2 separate regions of the Oryctolagus cuniculus genome follow, and region 1 is linked to region 2. Evidence: chromatin contacts called from public Micro-C data. All regions are on one chromosome and are shown on one strand. The core of a region is the stretch at or near the end of the contact, and the rest is flanking DNA. Distances in the headings are between cores, read along the strand shown. Region 1 has its middle 14 kb from the start of TEX44. Region 2 holds the start of LOC127491831.

Region 1 (3,322 bases), core at 383-2,882, 50 kb before region 2:
TGGTATTTATGGCAGACTCCGGTCTGATTGGTCCCTGTCCGGCCTGCTTAGTCAATGTTTTGAATGTCGCCATGGTTACGCTACTGGATGGCAAGGCAGAATCCAACCCAGCCCTGGGTGCAGGGGGCATGCCCAGAACCAAGCTCTGGCACGGCCAGCACCCAGAAGCGGCACACACGGGACAAGCAAGTCCCCGGCTGAGGCTGGGCGCCGCTGTGGCGCTCCACCATTCCCTCTGCTCGCTCGCTGCAAGCGCGAGAGGGAGTCAGAAGGGCCCGCCTCCCCAGCGAGGCCCTAACTTGCCAGGTCAGCCTAGGGCTAGTCTGCAGGTACACCACAGGCCATCCCGGAACCGGCCACCAGAGGGCGCTGCTCCCCCAGCCTTCCTCCCACCGGACCCCACCTGCCCACAAGAAACCCGGCCTGGAGGGGGCCCTGGCAAGCCAGCACCAGGGGGCTTTGAGAAGCAGGAAACGCGGGCGGGGTGGGGGGGGGGGATGCTGCATGCTGGTGAGAGTTGGTCCCCACCCCACTGGGCAGAAAAGCCGACTGGAAGGGGGACTTAGAAACTCATTTTCAATTCCCAAAGCAGCCCTGCGGAAGGCGTTTTGTTCCCATTTCACAGACGGGGAAGCTGAGGCCCAAAGTCCTTGGCTGAGAGCGGCAGGCCAGGTAGGGCCAGGACCGGCTCATTCGATTCCAGGCCTCCTCCGTTCCTGTACTGGACGCTTTCTAAGCCCTGGCCCCCAGGGACACCCCTACCAGCCGCCCCTTCCCTGCTCCTCATACCCAGGCTGGCAGCCTCCGTCCTCGGGAGCGCCTGGGCCTCTTGTGCTCCCAGAAGCTGCCCTGGGCCCTTACAGCCCCGTGGGGTCAGGCTGCACCCCCTGGCGCCCCCAGGCAGGGAGCAGAACAAACAATGGGATGTGGGCCTAACCTGACGCCCAGGCTTCTCCCAGCTCCCACCAACTCCTTGTATGGCCGCTGGGCCCAGTCCCGCCTCCCGCTCCATCAAGTCAGAACTGCAAAAGGCCTCAGGAGCCGTCGGGTGCAACACTTTCCTTTTCTACAGAAACCCCGTGGCGCCGCCTCCCCAGGCTCACAAGACCGGGCTAGCTCGGGAGGGAAACTCTAGCCCTCGGGCGGGAGCCGGGCCCAGGCCCCGCACCTGCAGAAAGTGGGGGGCGGGCCTAGGCCCCGGGCACCCGCCCCAGCGAGCCTGCGATCGGCCCCCTCCCCTGGCGCGGGGCGGTGGGCAGCTCGCGTGTCTGGGCGCACGTGCGCGTCGGCGCCCCGCCGTGTGCCCGAGCGCGCGCGCCCCGCCTCGCCTCTCGCCTCCGCGCGCGCTCGGGCAGCCCCGTGCGTGCCGGCGGCGCCTGGCCGAGCCGCAGCGTCCGCGGGCCGGGTGGCCGTGCGCCCCGCGGGTCGCGGCCCGCCTTCTGCCGTGCCCAGCATCTGCGGCGTGGGTGGGGCGGGGGGCTTCTGGCCGCTGGCCCCGGGCCCCGGCAGCCCCCCAACCCGGCATTTTGTTGTGCGTTGTGCCGGGGCCTCCCTCCCCCCGGCTTCCAGAGGCGCGCTCCGGGGCGGGGGCCGAAAGCAGCCGCGCCTGGGCCGGCCGGCTGGGGTGGTACCGGCCGCCCGCCCCCGCCCCCGCCCCCGCCTCGATGGGTTTTTCCATGACTGCATCCGGCCGCGGGCCGCCTTTGTTCCCGCCGTCCCTGGCCCCTGCCCGCCTCTCCCCTGCGCGCCGGGGTTTTTCCAGGGCTCAATTGGAGCATAGAGGAGCCGCCTCCCCCCTCCCCGGCAGGCCCCCCGAGCCCCTTTTCGGGGAGCCGATCCCTCCCCCTACGCGGCCTCCAGGCCTGCGGCTTTAACCCCACTTTGCTGCGCAGAAGTGGCCGCCGTGCCGCGGACGCGCGCGCCGCGGCGCCTCTGAAAGGCGCAGCCGGGGCCCCGAGCCCTGCAGGCCTGGACGTCGGCAGGCGGGGACCCCCCCTGCCTCGGGGATCCTGGAGGGCCTCGCGTTGCCCCTCAGGGATCGGGAGGTCGCGGCGGGTCCCCCGCGAGCGGGTAGCTCCACCCCCACGGGAAGACGCGCACACTCGCGGGCTGGAAGCCGCGGAGCGCCCCGCTGTCCGGGAGGAAGGGGAGGTGGGCCCAAGAGGGGCCGGGGGCATGGGATTCGAGAGCGAGGGCAGGCGCAGGGCCCGGGGGTCCCCAAGTGCCGCGAGGCGGCGAGTGCGGGCTGTGTCTGCGCGCCCGGGCGCCTCTCGGCTTTGCCCGGCCATGTTGGCGGGAAAAGTAAGACCCGCCGGCCCGCGTCCAGGGGCAGGGCGGGCCCGCGGGCTGGGGGGAGCGTCCGGGCGGAGGGAAGGGGGCTTGGGTAAGGGGTGGCCAGGTCTGGGGCTGTGGAATCCCCTTCTCGCAGCCGGCAGGGGGCGGCACTCCGGGGCGAGGACTCCCGGACCTTCCGGCTGTGCGGGGCGGGCAGGGCGCCCCCCCCCCCCTGGGCCCCCTGAGTGACCGCTCCCGGCCTGCGGGGCCAGCCCCTCCCCCTCCCAGTGGAAGATCTCGTTTCGGAGCCGTGAAGGCCGCCAGGCAGCTCTGGAAAGCCCCTTCCTCCCAGCCCCCGAACCATCCCAGGGTGAGAAATCCTGGGTCCCACGCGCCCGGGTTCCCTCCCAGGGCACTGTCTCAGGCCCTCGTGGAACTGGTGGGGGATTCCAGAAGCCAGGCCCAGCCCCTCCCGCCAGGGGAACTTCACCTGAGGCACCTGTGTCCTGCCTCAGAACGGTCACCATGGGGACCGGCCCTCCAGGTACACAACTCCCCACTCCCTGCTGCCACCCGGTATTGGTCGCACCTGTCAGACCAGCAGGGCCTCCTCAGCCCCACCTAAGAACCAGGGGTGAGGGAGCTGTGAGCAATCCAGGCCTGTCCCGCGGCCTGCAAGTCCCTGGTATACCCAGCAGTGCACACAGGCGGTCAGTGGGAGATGGGTGCTCTGTGCAGGCCGTCTCTGGCCAGGCTCGGCCTCTGGGGCAGCAGGGCAGACAGAACGAGGTGTGGAATCCAGGTGTAGAGGCGACCTGGAAAAGTAGTGGGAAATGTGCTTGGGCCCTGCACCCATGGGAGACCAGGAGAGGCACCTGGCTCCTGCCATTGGAGCAGCGCGGTGCGCCAGCCGCGGCGGCCATTGGAGGGTGAACCAACGGCAAAAAAAAGGAAGACCTTTCTCTCTGTCTCTCTCTCTCACTGTCCACTCTGCCTGTCAATAAATACATAAATAAATAAATAAATAAATAAATAAATAAATAAATAA
Region 2 (3,110 bases), core at 383-2,882:
TCATTCATTCCTAAATATGCATTAAGAACTCATTTTGTGTCAAGTGCTAGGACTCAGGGAAGAAAATGGGGGAAGGGGAGGTGGAGGGCAAGGGAAGAGACTTGTGCCTATAGTTTAGTGGGCAGGTGTTAGCAAGAGGGACTGAATCAGAAATACAGCTAGAACGCACGGAATAGCCGCTGTCTCAAGCTGTTCTGGATTTCTGACGGGCACTAAGGCGTTTCCTCCAGGCTGGCTTGGGCTGGGGGATCTTTCTACTTTATTATGCAGGCAGTAAGGCAGACCTGGTGGTGGTTAGCACTTCACGGGGGTGTCGTAGGGTCGGTGTGCAATCGTGTGCAGCACTCGGAACACTGCCCAGTCGTGACAGAGGGGAACTGAGGCACAGGAGGCCTACGGAGTAAGAGGCCACCCTGGTTCCCGAGTGTGGGCTCACCCAGCTCCCAGGCCTCCTGGTAGACCCAGTCGGGGGTTCTGGGGACACTGGGGCCAGGAGGCACTAGAGAACTTTAACAGGAGAGACACGATCGAGTGCGCATCTCACGCTGGCTGCAGAGTGGGCCAGCCAGCTGGCGGGGTAGCAGTGGAGGGCCGGAGCCCCGCACCATCTGAGAGAGGCCCAAGAGGCAACCTGGAGGGGCGGAGCCGGGGGAGGAAGAGGCAGAAGCCAGGATGTGGAGGGGGAGAGCTGGCGGCACCCAGGACACCCAGGTGGAGAAGCCTGGGAGGTCCAGGCCTGTGGGGCTGCAAACGAGGGAGAGCGGCACCAGGACCTGCCGCCTGTCTTTCCTGCAGTTACTGTGAGGGCCAGGAACGCCCAATTCCGGCTGCCTTCTGTCCCGGGCCTGTGGGGCTCAGGGCTCCAGGGGGGTGGGCACTGAACCAGTCTTTCATCCCAGCAGGATGAGACGGACCCGCTGTTGGCAGCTGCCAGTCCTCAGCACAGGGCAGAGTGCTAATGTCACAGGAAGCATGCACACACACGCGTGCACACGCACGCGTGTGCCCCTCCCACACGCGTGCACACACGCGTGTGCTCGCTGAGGCTTTATCCTCACAAAGCCCTCTCTGCAGGATCGCACTTAATCCTCAGGCCACCTGGGAGGCAGGCCCGTTCGACCTCCGCTCACTGCCCCGGGAGCTGGCCCGAGCTCACGAGGTCGCCGTCCGCACCAGGACTCTTCCAGGATTTTTGCCGCAAACCGCGGGCTCCTGTCTCCCACCCACTGCCTGCACCACGCCGTCCGGGGGGTGGCGGTAGCTGTCCCTTGCCGGCTCTGATTCCCGCGCAAGGCTCGGGCTGGGGCTGCGCCCAGGGCGTGGGGTCCGAGGTGCCGGCTCTGGTAGGGCCAGGCCCCTCTGGGGGCTCCAGGAGAGCAGAGGAACCAGCCCGGCGAGGCCTGGAGCCTGCGGGAGGGTGGGGGTGGAGAGGGACGGGCCCGGGCAGGCGAGCGGGGACAAAGAGGGAGCCGGCACACCTGACGGCCCGCGGCCCGCGCCCGCCAGCGCCGATTCAAAGTGCAGCTGAGCCTGTGATTGGCGGCCCGGCCCAGCCCCACCCCTCCCTCACCTCCCGGGCGGCGACCACGGCGGCGGGAGTCGGGAGGGCGGCTCGCGCAGCCCCGTGGCCATCGACAGCCGCCCGGCGAGCCTGGGCTCGTGCCCCGTGCCCTGCGCGACCCCGTCCGGCAGCCCCGGGCTCCGGCCGTCCAGCCGCCCCTCCCCGAGCCGTCCTGTCGCCCGCGGCCTCCTCCGCGAACTCGGCTGGCCCCCAGCCCGTCCTCCCCGAGTGTCCCCTGACTCCAGGCGGCCACCAGCCCGGGCCTGTTTCCACTCCGTGCCCGTCGGGCCTCACCATGCGGCGGCACGAGGGACGAGCAGGGTCCGAGTCGCGGGGGGCTGGGCGAGGCCCCGGAAGGGTCAGCGACTTGGGGGCTCGGGTTTCGGGGCGGGCGCTAGAGGCCCCGCGCGGGCCGCGACCAATCCCCGCCCGGCCGACGCCCCCGAGCCCCGTGGCCGCGGACCGGCGTCCTTTGTTCCAATGCGCTCTGCGCCCCCCACCCTGCCCCGGCCTGCCCCAGCCCCCTGGCTTCCGGGCTGGGCTGAGCGGGGACCTGGTGGGTGCAGGGCCGGGCCCCACCCGCGAGGACTCCCTCTTGGCCGCCAGGCTGGGGCCTGCTCGTGGGCGCCCCAGGGGCTCTGGAGGGCTGGTCAAAGAAAGCCCCGGAAAATCCCTTGGGGAGGCCGAACTGGACCGTGGGCGGGGCCCCCTGGCACCTGGATCTGGCAGTGGTCCCGCGCCGGCCCCACCTTGGCACCCCGGCCTCCTCGCCCACTCACTGCCTTTGGGTACATTTGCCTAATGAGCCCCAGCCTCTTGCCGGGTCTGTTTTGTGGGTGCCTCCTCTGAGACGCCCCTGGGAGTGGCAGGTGCCTTCCTCCACCTCCTCCGGCCCACCCTGCAGTGCCTAGCAGCTCTCCCCGGCCCAGTGTCTCCTGGGGACCCACAGTGAGGTCCAGGCAGGCGGCCGAGGCTCCTCCAGGCCCGACACTGCGTGAGCTCTGTCACTCAACGGGAGTCACAGATTTCTCATCTGTGAAATGGGACCAAGCCTTGTATCAGTGTCAGCTTTTTATCCCACGTCAGGCTTGTTTGTTGTTAAAGATTAAGAGGAGCCAGTTGGAGTCCCACCTGCCCCACTTCCGATCCAGCTCTCTGCTGTGCCCTGGGGAAGCAGTGCAGGATGGCCAAGTCCTTGGTTCCCTGCACCCATGTGGGAGTCCTGGATCAGCCCAGCTCCAGATGTTGCAGCCATTTGGGAAGTGAACCAGGGGATGGAAGACCTGTCTCTCTCTCTCTGTCTCTCTCTCTCTGTAACTCTGCCTTTTAAATAAATAAATAAATCTTTAAAAAAGAAAAAAAGCAAAAAGTATCATTCTTGGATACTTCAAAGTTAATTAAGTTTCTAAAAAAAGTGAAATTAACTTCAAGATGCAATGACTTTGAATGACCCTTGTCTTGACTGTTGAGGAACGGTTTTTTTGTTTTGTTTTGTTTTGCATTTTCATGCAAACTGTTGAACTCTTTAGCATAGAGTTGGTCTTCTGTG

The links. A called contact is a pair of places that touch in the nucleus more often than the background predicts.
Region 1: a contact with region 2 is called in a Micro-C map of ear pinna, with 6 times the contacts expected there. The contact joins the enhancer-like site here to the promoter of LOC127491831 in region 2. A contact is called at or near these places in 4 of 6 Hi-C or Micro-C datasets (ear pinna, psoas muscle, skin fibroblasts and 1 more).

The regions. Positions count from the first base shown.
Region 1 is chr3:7,699,676-7,702,997 of mOryCun1.1, reverse strand. No RefSeq gene overlaps it. Among named protein-coding and RNA genes, the nearest start is that of TEX44, 14 kb to the left of the region's middle. Within about 2 kb of position 1,632, at least 7 of the 8 cell types and tissues checked have an H3K27ac peak or open chromatin away from gene starts, as enhancers often do. A contact at or near this core is called in ear pinna, where this site is marked.
Region 2 is chr3:7,649,785-7,652,894 of mOryCun1.1, reverse strand. It overlaps LOC127491831, which reads right to left and starts at 1,632. Exons shown (of 4, transcript XM_070071569.1): 1 at 1,571-1,632; 2 at 437-507. The coding sequence starts at 1,632.